2 separate regions of the Zea mays genome follow, and region 1 is linked to region 2. A link is a contact called in public Hi-C data. All regions are on one chromosome and are shown on one strand. Each heading gives the region's core, a stretch centred on a gene start, on an enhancer-like site or on the middle of the called end of the contact. The rest is flanking DNA. Distances are from core to core; before and after follow the strand shown. Region 1 holds the start of LOC100191975 (putative cytochrome P450 superfamily protein). Region 2 has its middle 67 kb from the start of LOC100381610.

Region 1 (6,694 bases), core at 2,625-5,124, 210 kb before region 2:
CGGTCAACGACGCCTACCTCGGCGCCAAGATCTATGGCGCCGAGGTACGTTCCTATAAATAGTACCCTACGTCTGGCTTGTTGCTGTGCTCATTTCAATTCTTCTAAACTAGAGATGTCTAGGCGTGGTAAATATGCTAAACAAAGGTAAGTTTTGGATCTGCCTCTTATTTTGTGAGTCTATTATATTTCTGATTGTTATAGAGTTTATGGAAATTTAGGAAGGGTCCTTTGACCGGAACTGCCTTCGACCCGCTGCCTTTGCCAAGTGGTGTTCCAGTGCCTATGTGTTTTTGTGGTGATCCTTGTAAGGTCGATAAGTCTGAAGATCATGACACCTATCGACAGAGGTATTGGATGTGTGCTAACTTTGCATTTGAGCCAACTGTTGTTCAACGTCGGATGAATTTAATGGTGAGAATAGTCTTGTAATATGTTTACATTTGTGAATGTTTTTGTAAATGTTTTTTTGCGTACTAATAATTGCACATTTTGTAGACTCCTCCACCGCTATGTGATTTTGAGCAGTGGATTGACACCGAAATATCAGAGAAAGATAAGAAGTGGCTGGAGAATCTTCAAAAGTGGGATGCAGAGGACAAAGAGAGGATGAAAAAAAGACGAGAGGAGCTTGCTGCCGAGCAACAACGTGAAGACGAAGAGAAAATGAGGCGTGTTGCTGAATGCAGGGAAGATAAGGAGAAGAAGCTTGAGCGTGCACGTCGTGCAAAGGAAGCAATGGAGGAGAACCCTGATGCATTTCGCAAAGGCAAATGGCCCCGTTGTACTCAGTAGTATTGGTGTTTTATTTGAAGTTATGTAATAATGAACTTATTATTCGGTAATATGTATTGTCGAACAATGATATTTCGTAATGAATTACCTTCAAATTGATGAAAAATTACATAAATACATAATTGATGAAAAGTAGATTTAAAGCAATTCTTGAAGGCGACTTGAAGCAATTGAAATAGATAACCAACACGCTAAAAGCAATTGATACATAAGAGTTTTCTAGTAGTGCTCCCACATTCCAAATTGAGTTGAGCCTTCCCCATAGTATCCTCCCATTGTTGGTGTCTGCTGTGGGTGCGGTGGAGACGACGGAGGACCAACATTCTTGTTGTGACAAGGGCAGCAACAATATGGATCTGGGCATACTTGCACCTGTGAAGCACCACCATTGTTTGTGTCTCTTTCTTCCTCATCATTTTTGTTGCTTACTTCTCTCTCTAGATCAAATATCCTATTCTGTAGGTAGGATATGTATTCCGCATGAGGAAAAATTGGACGAGGATCTACCCAACGAGTGAACCCACAATTCTCCTTGACCAATGAATGCTGCATAAATGTTTATAGTTAGTTTCACTGAACAACAAAAGTATTTAGAAAAAAGGACTAGAAATTAATTTGTACATATGCATAAGGACATCTGAAGAAACGCCGGCCTCCATCAATTCCACCCTCAACGAACATCTGCACCAAGCAATCCTCGCCATGCATGCACTTCGGCCAATCTTCTCTCCTATTATCGTAGGACCTAAGTCTAACCTCTTTGTTGAAATCTTTTTTACTTTGAACTGGAAAGTTAAAAACCGCCTCTTCAAAAAAATCTAGACCAAGAGGGCCATCAAAAGACATTGGAGTTAACTTCCCTCCATCCTTTCGTCTCTCATTTACCGCACCCTTGCCCCTAGAAGACCCTGAAGCCATTCTATTGCACAATGAAGCAAATGTACAAAGGATCGTGTATATATAGGCTAAAGGATAGATAGTGTAATAGATTATAAACATCAGATATGTACAAAAACTCTGAAAAGGCTATGTTCTAGTTCTGAAAAGGCTACATGTCCTACGCTATGTTCTTTTTCTGAAAAGGCTATATATACAATCCTGAAAAGGCTATTTTTACACTCTGAAAAGGCTATATAAGCACTCCTGAAAAGGCTACGAAATGGATCTGAAAAGTATAGATGCTAGTCCTAAAATTAATGGGTCTTCATAGCCGAAGTAATATAATTATCCCAATCCAGTTGACAATCAATTGGGATGACTCGTCTTATGACATTTGGTGGATGACCGATATTAAGCACTCCGTCAACCGCAATGTCATCAGCTTGATGGAAACCTAACTTTTGTTTAGCCTTTGTAAACACATCTCTCAAGGAGGGTCTACCATCGAATAGTACCGGCACGTGTCGCATGTCAATGAACTTGGCATTTCCATACGGATCTTGTTCCACATTGCCTCCATGATACAAGCTCAAAAAATTGTCCATCTATTTGAAACACCAATTAAACATTCAATATAAACTGTGGATGGTTAGTACCTAACCACAAACCACTAATTTGTACCTAAATAAGTACAAATATAACCACCACCCACTAATATACTAACCACATTATAAAATACTCATATATAATAATTGCAAATTTTGACAGCACCTCCCCTGCACGGGTAGGATAAAAAACATGCACATTTGACTCACATTCATAATATTCAATCAAATTAGCATTTATCACATTATAAAATACTCATATATAATAATTGCAAATTTTGAAAGCACCTCCCCTGCACGGGGAGGATAAAAAACATGCACATTTGACTCACATTCATAATATTCAATCAAATTAGCATTTATCACAATAACTAACATTCATCACATTCAAAAAACCACAAATTATAGCAAAACAATTTAACATAATTAACACAAAATGCTTGCACAATAAACAAAAACCATATAAAATTTACCTAAACGGTCGGGGATGAACGTCGACGACGCGGGCGAGGAGCGAGCGCGACCGAGGAGCGCGCCCGAAACGGGTCGACGGCCGTGCGGCGGCGGTGGGAGGCGTCCGGCCGTGTCGGGGCGGCGGCGCGGTCAGGGCTGGCGGGGCTGCTGGGGGGCGGGCGTGGCGGGGCTGCCGGGGGGCGGGCGTGGCGTGTCCGGGCGGCGCCGGTCGGGGGAGGAGCGGCGCCGGGCGGGGCGGCGGGGGCGCTTGCGGGGCGGTGGCGTGCGGGTGTGGGCGTGGCGGCCGGTGACGGGGAGGAGCGGCGCCGGCCGGGTGTGGGCGTGGCGTCGCCGGCCGGGGAGGAGCGGCGCCGACCGGGTGCGGGCGGGGCGTCGCCGGCCGGGGAGGAGCGGCGCCGGGCGGGGACGGGCTTGGCGTCGCCGGCCGGTGGAGGAGCGGCGCCGGCCGGGGGCGGGCGGGGCGGCGGCGGCCGGTGACGGGCGGGGCGGCGCCGGCCGGTGGTGGAGCGCCGCCGGGGAGTAGCGCGGGCCGGGGAAGGAGCAGCGCCGGCGCGGGGTCTGTGCGGCGGCGGTGAGTTCAATTTTTTTGCACAGAAGGTCGACAGAGGTTGAATACAGGGGGTCGGCGCCAAGATCTATGGCGCCGACCCCCCGGACACGTGTTGAGCCGCCGACACGGGGGTCGGCGCCGTAGATCTTGGCGCCGACCCCCTGACACGTCACTGCCAGCCAACCGCCACGTCTGACGTATAAGCGCCAATAGTATTGGCGCCGGCACATGGAAGCTCGGCGCCAATGATGACGGCGCCGAGATAAGGGTCCATTTTTTGAAATGAAACTGTCAGGGGCGTATTTGTGGGAAAAAAACCCGAAAAGGGCCAATTTGCAAAAAAGTTGGAGGAGAGCGTCCACCGTTGAAGCCAGTCTAAAGACTTCCCTCCTCTCTCTCTTCGCCGCCCCTGTTTCCGCCGCCCCCTGTAAACCTCCCATCCGCCATTGCTAATCCAGCCACTCCTCCCCAAACCACGGGATCTATCCTACTCCCTCCTCCATTCGGCAGTGCCGCGTGGCACACCTATATATAAACACCCGGACTCCACACTCCCCCGGCATCGCCGCCCCCCGTCCCGACGAATTGGAATACGGAAAGCGAAAGGTAAGATCTTTCCCCCGGCCTCGCGATCCATGGTTCCTGCTTACCAGTTAGCACCGATGATGATTTTTGCGGCGCCGGCCACCGAGGATCTCTCTCTTTTTTTTAATCCTGCTCACTCCCCTAACTGTATCCAGTGCCTGCCATTCAGAATTTATTTTTCAAAAGACACTTTTACTTCGATACAAACGAAGTTCGCGGCCTCCATGCCCACCCTACCACCTTTGATCTGATCCACTCTGGCACCTTTTGACTGCATTGCGCTCGCCGCGATCCGATCCTAGTTCCTAACCCATGGAAATGCCGTTTCTCGTGAACCAGATGATGGATCTCGCCGACCCCCAGCAGCAGCAGCGGCTCATCGCCGGCGCGGCGCTGCTGCTGGCAACCGCGGCCTTCCTCAGGCTCCTCCTGGGCTCCCGCTCCGGGGGCGGCAAGCGCCTGCCGCCCACCATCCCGGGGGCGCCGGTGGTCGGCGGCCTCGTCAAGTTCATGCGCGGGCCCATCCCCATGATCCGGGAGCAGTACGCCCGCCTCGGCAGCGTCTTCACCGTCCCCATCATCACCCGAAGGATCACGTTCCTCGTCGGTCCCGAGGTGTCCGCGCACTTCTTCAAGGGCAACGAGGCCGAGATGAGCCAGCAGGAGGTGTACAGGTTCAACGTGCCCACCTTCGGCCCCGGGGTCGTCTTCGACGTCGACTACTCCGTCAGGCAGGAGCAGTTCAGGTTCTTTACCGAGGCGCTCCGGGCGAACAAGCTGCGCAGCTATGTCGACCAGATGGTTGCTGAGGCTGAGGTGCGGAATCACTTACCGACTTACTGCTCTGTCTTAAGATCTGTTTTTAGTCTAACCCCTTAATATGTGGTTCATGTGGCGATTCAGTACTTGCGATGAGGGTGAAGTGCTTGTTCTTGATATGTTTGGGTTTGTGGATCTGTAACTGTGGGCACATTAGGAGTAATTCAGTACTTGGGGGGACAGGGTTTGCAATATGATAGTTCCACAGGAGTACCATAAACCCCATACTTGGTGTTCTCATTCATGTTTATTTTCTGAGCATTTCTGCTTAAAGGTTGTTGGTTTAGTGCTTCTCGAGCATTTTGTTTACTATCTCGGTGGAGCTTTGTGGTGGCAAAAAATGCACTACTTTAGCAAATAGGACTTAACATCTATGATATAGCTCTTCACTTCCATTTCCTAAGAGCGTAGACATGGTGTGTGTTTTTTTTGTCTGAGTTCATTTGAGGCCAGCATATTTTTCTTCACTGGATTATCTAGTTCCTTCGGGAAGTTATAGGTTGCCTTTTTTTTCTTTTCGGAAAGGAGGCTCAATTATGACTAATGTGCAACTTTTGGAACCAGTGCGTGTCTATCTCACATCATCTTCATCCTTTTTGAGCTGATGCTTCCAGACCCTAAGTAGCAGGCTTTTGGGATTCCTTGCATGCTCTTCTTTTGTATTGGGACATTTTCTTTATGTGGTTCTTTGTATATTTCCTAGTTTTGTGTATTAAAGTTTCTTTTCTATGTTCTGATGAACTGTTTCTGTGTTCACATTCTTTCTACCTTTTTTTCTCAAGCGACACTCAATCAATTTAGAGATAATTGTTGTAAAAAAGATTAGATATAATGGGCAACATTCCTTTACTAGCTGATCTCTGCAAGCTATATTTATTTGCTAACTCACAAATGGATATGACACATGGACACAGTTTCTGTTTCTTGTAAAGGTGAGGTGGGAATAATATATTTCCTTTTTCTATTAAAGAATATTATCTTGTTATCAGCTCCTAAGTTTGTAAAAAGAAGTGCAGTTATGTTTCCTTGAGAGCTGACAAGATATGTTGTGCTGTACTCCATCTAGTTGAATGTGACGGTCAATTATAAAAGCATGGCTTCATATTACAGCCAGCATTATTATTATTTATTGCCCTGTCCTAAGATTCTTGACTTAAGTATTAATTTTAGGCCTTGAGCTTCATGCTTGCATTGAAACATTACACAAACTTGTTACTGAAAAAAAAGAATTTATGTGGCTACAAGCACCAGAATTGGCAGGATAAACTGCCAAACTCCTAAAGGCATCCTGGATGTACACATAGTGCAAGAAAAATTGCTTTGAGTACCTCATCTACCTTGCAAATTGAATTTTATCACACTGGCTCCATTGGAGCTTGTTAATCTCATCGCCTTTATTCATGATATTTAGGTTGCTACTGCAGTGTTGAACCAAACAAATCTTCTTATAATATTAGTTTTCATATTTTTTTGTTCTTTTTAGCTAATGAAGAAGCTAAAATTTTCATGTATATGCAGAGAGTTCTTTGTGCCAGATTTTCTGTACATCTGGCCTAATAAGCTTCAACACCCTTCTCCATATTAGTAATAACATGTTAGGATTTACTTATCAAGCCAAGATAAAATAAAATAAAAAATCACATATGTCATCCTGATCTTCTAGTTTTCTGAATTTGCTATTTTTTAATCATATTTTTGTATCCATGTTGGGTAATTAATATCATGCAAACCCAACCTTTCCTGCAGGAGTACTTCTCAAAATGGGGAGAAAGTGGCACTGTTGATTTGAAGTATGAGTTGGAGCACCTCATCATACTGACAGCTAGCCGGTGCTTGCTGGGAAGGGAGGTGCGAGAAAAGCTGTTCGACGATGTTTCTGCTCTCTTCCACGACCTTGACAACGGGATGCAGCCAATCAGTGTCCTCTTCCCATACCTCCCAATCCCTGCACATAAGCGCCGCGACAGGGCACGTGCACGTCTGGCAGA
Region 2 (6,441 bases), core at 2,898-5,397:
TTCCTGGGCTGGAGTTTGGGAACGAAAAATAAGCGTAGGTGGTAAGTTATACTGTCAAAGCTAAGGTTTCCATTAACTACTGAAAAAAATATCAATTCAAGCAGTTAGGACAAACCTCTGTGCTAGGATGGTCAGATGAGGAGGCCATTTCATCGGTATTTGTTCTGATCAGTTCAATACTTGGATGGTTAGGATGAACCTCGGCTGCATGTCTACAAGCTGCTTCCACTTTCAGCACCTCACACATGCTGGCACCCGCACAGTCGTAGGAAATAACGGCTTTCTGAAGATGTCGATACAACCGTAGCTGGCTGATGAAGAAAGCGTCAGGTTTATCCTTCAGCTGGAGCACGCCGCCTTCTAGTTGAATGTGCTGCTGAAGCTGAGAAGTACACAAACATAGAGGTGAGATAGTAGTACCCATGAACAATATATAATTAACACAGCGTATTTTCTTTAGCAGACTCGAAGAGAACAGAGACTCACCAGAGCCTCCAGCTTTTCATCAGATAAGATATTTTCTTCATATAATCGATCCATTTTTATGGTTGGACGGTTGGCATGATTTTCCACGGCACGCATGGCCACAGCCTCCAGCTCCTGCACTTGTGCAGCAGTAGCACCTAAGCAGTTGACTTTGACTATTACTTGCTCAAGTGAAAGCAAGTTATCCAGGCCCAAGTCAAGATCTTCGATCACATCCTTCGTTGGGAACTGCTCCAACAGCACACCATTGTGTTCCCAACTCCAGTACCCTGCATAAACTTCAAATTGCAGCTCTTCAAGCCTCGGCATGGCGCCCATATGAAACTCGAGCGTTGTACCCACATCGCAAAATCTTAGATTCTTGAAGTTGTCCAGGCTAACAGCATACCTTGGAGGCCAGATGACACCCTCTAGCTTGAGGTACCGGAGCTCTGGCAACCTCCCTAGGTTATCTAGGTCCTGTGCTTCAACAGCGTGCACCATCAGACATAAGAAGCAGAGGTGTGGCAGGCAGGAGCGGTTGATCCATCGAGGCTGTCGTGAGAAGACAATGCCTTGAACGATCAGGCCCCGAAGCTGCCTTGGTGGCTCCCAGTCTCCCCACATAGTGCTTCCCTGCTGCCACATTTTAGAAGAAAGCGATAGTTCCTGGAGTCCCCGCAGGTTGAACAGAGATTTGACCAGTGCTTCTTGCAAACTCTCTTCTAGCTCCTCTGAAAAGGTGATGCTGACCACCCTCAACCTTGTTAGCTTGCCAAGCTCTGCCACTAGGGATTGGGCGGCACACTGACCAACTATGCTCTCTAACCGTAGCTCCTCCAGGGACGTTAAGTTCCCCATCCTGTCAGCTGGCAACCTTTTGAACCCGCTAGCTGTCAGGCACATCAACTGAGTAAGCGAGGAAACAGTCGATGGTAGCTCGTCTAGTCCAGTATAGCCTAATATCAGTGCCTGAAGAGACCTCAGGTGCCCAATTTCCTTAGGAAGCTCATCAACAGTCGTGTCAGATATCTGTAGGAACTTGAGATGCAACAGCTTCCCTAGATGCTTTAGGCTGATGGGTACATAGCTGCCTACTAGACATAGCACACGACAAACTCTGAAGTTATGAAGTGGGGCCATAATTGTAACGTTACAGTGTACAATGTTAAGTGTCCTCAACACCTCTGGCATGTCCATGCTGACCTCAACACCTCTGGAATGCACACGTTGATTTAGGATAACCAGTCGACGTTGCTTCCAATCAGAACGAGGCACTCCTGTTTTCTTCTCTCTTCTTAAACTATCCGGACATGAATGTTGTCTGTTGCTGTCCAAAAGGGTTACGAAGTCTTCATCTTTCGACAACTTACGGATGAGATCAAACACAACGTCGTGAATACGGAACTCTTCTTCAAACCAGCTATTTTTTCCCTGTATCGGCTGGATCATGCTTCTATTCACAAGTTCCTTGAAGTACCTTTCTCCAACCTCAAATAGGCTACCCTCTTTCTCAAGATGGACTAGGCCTTCACTTATCCACATCCATATCAGACGCTTTGTATCAATGAGATAGTCTTCTGGAAAAAATACTTAGTTGCAACAGACATGGCTTGAGATAAGAAGGCAGATCATAGTAGCTGTATGACAGTATCTTTGTCGTATTGTCACCATTATTCCCAAGACCAATCGAGTCATACACTCTTGACCACTCCTCACATGGTCTTTCAGCCAACAAACTAGCTATTGCAATGATAGCCAATGGCAGGCCGCCACATTTGTGTATGATTTTACTAGATAGTTCACCGTCAAGGCTTTCTCCTTCCTGACTCTCTATTCTTTTGTAGAACAATTTTTTGGAGTTTTCATCAGAAAGAGGTTTTAATCTGTAAACCTCTTCTTCTTTCGTGACAACCCCGGAATTACGAGTAGTCATGACTATTCTACTCCCACAATTATTGTCCTTCAAGGCATATCTGATCGCTTCCCATGAGTCATCATCCCATATGTCATCAACAACGATCAAGTACCTATATATATAATTGGCACAAGAGTGCAGAGCTATGAATAACTTGTCCTTATAAACATATAAACTTGGGAAATCGGTATATAGGAACGTATAAACTGCCCATGCTCTGCTAGTGAATGAAAGACCTTGAACTAAAATTAGATGGAGAATGAATGACATGAGCGCGCGTACCTCTTGTTCTGTAAGAATTCATGCAGTTCGTTTACAAATTGGTCTAGATCCCATCTGGCCATGTCAACTTGCTTATAATTGCGATCGAGTTCCACTAGCATCTTCTTAAATGACTTATTCAGATTAGGAGTCCTACCAACAGAAATGAAAGCAGAACAACCGAATTGCTTCTCTAGCATATCATGTACTGTTTTGGCTAGAGTAGTCTTACCTAATCCTCCAACTCCGACTATAGACACTATCTTTAGATTCTGATCAGACGCCTGCACATCGTCATCTTTGGTCCCTATAGATAGCATCTTGATAACTTTGTCCCTTGACTCCTGGATGCCAACGAGATCCGACTCTTTCTTGTACAGATTGATGACACGGGGGTCAATGCCGGTGCTCGCGGCGAGATCAGCACCCGCACCTCTTACTGTGTACTTGGCATAAAGTTCAGCCAACTCGTTAGAGAGTTTTTTTATGTCTTTGACCTTGTCGGAGATCTGACGCCGATCCTTGAACTTCTTCATTGACATCACGGCGCTGACCTTGCCAAGGATCTCCTTGAAGACTTTGGTGTCTTCGGTAGCAGAGTTGCCACCACCAACCACACGCAGGATGAAATCGTCGATGGCGTCCTCCATGTCATACGACAGCTCCCGGATGTGGCGTGCCCAGAGCTTTTCCACCTCAGTGAGCTGGTCAGGTGGAACCCGGGATGCGTGGACGAGGGCGGTGTTCATCATCACAAGCTCCCTGGAGAGGGACTCGATGTCAAGCTTGAGGCCCTTGTGCACGACATACTCCTTCATGAGCAGGTCGCCCAGCTTGGGGGCCAAGCTGGCCATGGCCCCCAAGGCGAGCTCCATGCTCAGTTCGACAGTTCGGTGCTCACACCCACTCTTTCTCTCTCTTGTTTTCTTGGTGCTGGACGCTCGTTGGGTACATGGCAACGAATGGCAGGACTATTGTTGGGAGAGAGCGACCCTGCCCATTTTTACTTAGAATCCAAATTGTCGAGATCTGGTTCATGAATTCAAATGTCTGCACGCACATGCCTACCTGCAAAGCACATCTCGATTTTCTAAAAAAACTATGGAAAGCTGTCCCCAACAAGCGTCGGTAAAAGACCCGCCGCTAGCGACGAAACATTCACTAGATTTATCTGTGTGTCCCGAGGTTACCTTGGTCGGCCATGTGAGCGCGGCAGCGCGCTTCTCCGTCGCTTCTCCTCCCCGCCACTCTTCTGCGCAAGGCCTTCACTGGTCTCCGCTATCCTCCGACCATGGGTCGGACCATGGCGACCGACATCGACCCAGAATCAGACCGGTCAGGTGAGGGAGTGGGAGGAAGAAAAGATGGCGCTGGCAAGCCGAGGCGAGCTGCACTTGGAAGTAGAAAGGCGGCGCGGGCGCGCGAGCATGCGGCCGTGGCTACAAGAGAGGATTGGGGGAGAGGGAGCAGGGAACAAAGAAGAGAAATCCGGCACGTGGACCCCATGGCTTGAACTTGAAGGATGGAAACCAGGTTCCCGGATCGACGGGATCAAGGAACGGGAACATGGTACGCGAAACGCTACAAAAACTAGAATTTAACACTACTGGAACGAGATTGTTCCCACGTTCCGTTCCGGGAACGAGGCCAAGTTCCCCGTTACTAAGGTTTTGACGAATATCTTTCAATTGTTGCTAATGCAATAAGTAAACAGATCTTATGTAACTGGTGAGATACAAATGCCACTATTTATTAGGAGCAGATATTTAAATTAAAACAGATAAAGATCTCCCTGTTTATTTATCCTCGTAATTCGGCTAGCTAAACAAACAATGTAGATTATTATTATTATGTGGATTATATAATCTAGATAATTTAGATTATAATAATCTATAAGCAGGTCTCGATATTACAGATCTGGTAGTTAGATGATATAATCCATAAACACTATGATATAATTCTCGATGGAAACAAATAGAGCCTAAATATTACAGATCTGGTAGTTAGATTATGACACAGCGTTCTAAATTCTAATATTAGATATATGTTGCTGCGGGCAGAGACACCATATACTTTATATATAATAAAAAAATAATTGGAGATAGATTGACGACGTGTGTATTCTCTTACTACTTCATTGATTTATGAGCATAATGGTAAAAAGATTATAAATTCATAGCATAAAGTAGTTTAGAGACGTTTGAAGCAGAGCGTGTGCCCCGGTTTCTGTTTTGCTACAGCAGAGGACGTGCCCTCAGTTTTCTCATTTCCAGCGGGCGTTTTTGACGCCTCCTTCCTATGTTTCTTCCTGGTAAACAAGGAGACTTTCTTCCTCCACTTTTCTCTTGAAGTTCGGCAGCTCTTTGCTCCTAGAAGAGACAGGCACCTTCGAGGCTGATTTTTCAACAGATGTCTCTCGCAAAAATGTTCTGTTCTCTGGAAGAAGCTCCAAAAGGCAGATGTTTGGCATTGTCAAACTGCTGACAGACATCACCGGTTGCTCGATTAAAGGAATAAGAATCTGAACAGGCACTAAATAATTGAAGGAATAAGAATAAGCAAAGGACCCAGAGAGACTTACTTCTTTGCATAAATCCTGTATATAACCACTTGGTATGGAATTGCCAATACCCAAGAGAAGATCCACTGTTATGGTTCTCTCTCAAGTTGCTGCTGTCCCTGAAAAAAAACTACATGGTCTTCAAGTTATGGGCTTGTTTTTAGCTACACGCGCCTCTATTGCATATGTGATATGTCTCTCCCTTGAATTCTTCTTTGTTGGCTAAGACCGGGATGACATCAGGATTCAAGAACGTACAGTGACTCTGGCCCATTTGACCACTTCATCGCAAAAACCTTCATTTAAGGAACGTTTCTGCCTCGAAGAGCCTGAGTTGCTCCTAATGCCTCATCCACAGCATACCATATGTTGTTGTCACCATCATCTTCATTTTCTTCAACCCATTCATTTTCCCACATGAACTCTTCAAGCACCAGTGGGTTGCTTCTTTTTCCTTTGGATCCCAGCTCTCTTAGTGTTTGAAACCTATTTTCCATCTTCCTGTTGTAACTGACAATGTTTAGTGCAATTAAAGACAAAGCACCCTTAAGTGTTGCTTTTGATTTGATAGCATGATCCTTGTTACAATTTGATCTAGTAGATCTCTCAGTCGAAATCCCATTAGGCACGAACAACATTTTGGAAACATCCTGGATACAGAGTCAGAAAAAAGAGGAGATTTGTCAAGATTGAAAAGAGTATCAGACAATTCAGTACAGCAGGCTCCTGATGATAGTTTTAGCATTTTAGGTGAGCCAGCAGCCAGGTAATTGCAATGTGACAAAACGGTCCATCTAGCTAGATAGTTGTACACAGTTTGCAGATTTGAGCAAAGTTTCATGACCAGGAAGGATTGTCCAAACTGCACCACAACCAAATGGTCTAAAAAGATATCACTACTTACTACTGAAGCAATATATTGTGTGCAACACTGTTAACTCAAAGAATATGTAAGAATGTGTGGTGTCCATTCTTTAAATTCAGCTATGGATTTGACACGAAGGTGACTAGAAAATAGATAGAAAGGTAAACCAATTTGTCTCAAAAAATAGATAAGGTACAAAAGGGTATCTTGCCAGCAACAGCAGTTTTGTGTGCATTTCATCAGAGGCATGGCATGTGAACATGTCAAGGCATGATGAAAGAAACAATTTTGGGTTGCCACCCATTTCATCAATAGCACACTTAAGCATGGCATATCAAGGCGTGATGCAAGAGACAATTTTGGGTTGCCGCC

The links. A called contact is a pair of places that touch in the nucleus more often than the background predicts.
Region 1: a Hi-C map of ear shows a contact between it and region 2, with 2.3 times the contacts expected there. The contact joins the promoter of LOC100191975 here to the enhancer-like site in region 2. A contact is called at or near these places in 3 of 25 Hi-C or Micro-C datasets (ear, leaf and tassel).

Annotation. Positions count from the first base shown.
Region 1 is chr10:2,602,585-2,609,278 of Zm-B73-REFERENCE-NAM-5.0, reverse strand. LOC100191975 (putative cytochrome P450 superfamily protein) reads left to right here and starts at 3,874. Exons shown (of 3, transcript NM_001137399.1): 1 at 3,874-3,908; 2 at 4,227-4,703; 3 at 6,453-6,694. The coding sequence starts at 4,227. It overlaps LOC109943114, which reads left to right. Exons shown (of 3, transcript XM_020545942.1): 1 at 1-146; 2 at 221-413; 3 at 498-874. The coding sequence starts at 34. The coding sequence ends at 794.
Region 2 is chr10:2,391,732-2,398,172 of Zm-B73-REFERENCE-NAM-5.0, reverse strand. It overlaps the pseudogene LOC103640690. Among protein-coding and RNA genes, the nearest start is that of LOC100381610, 67 kb to the right of the region's middle. Within about 2 kb of position 4,147, at least 9 of the 20 cell types and tissues checked have an H3K27ac peak or open chromatin away from gene starts, as enhancers often do. A contact at or near this core is called in ear and tassel, where this site is marked.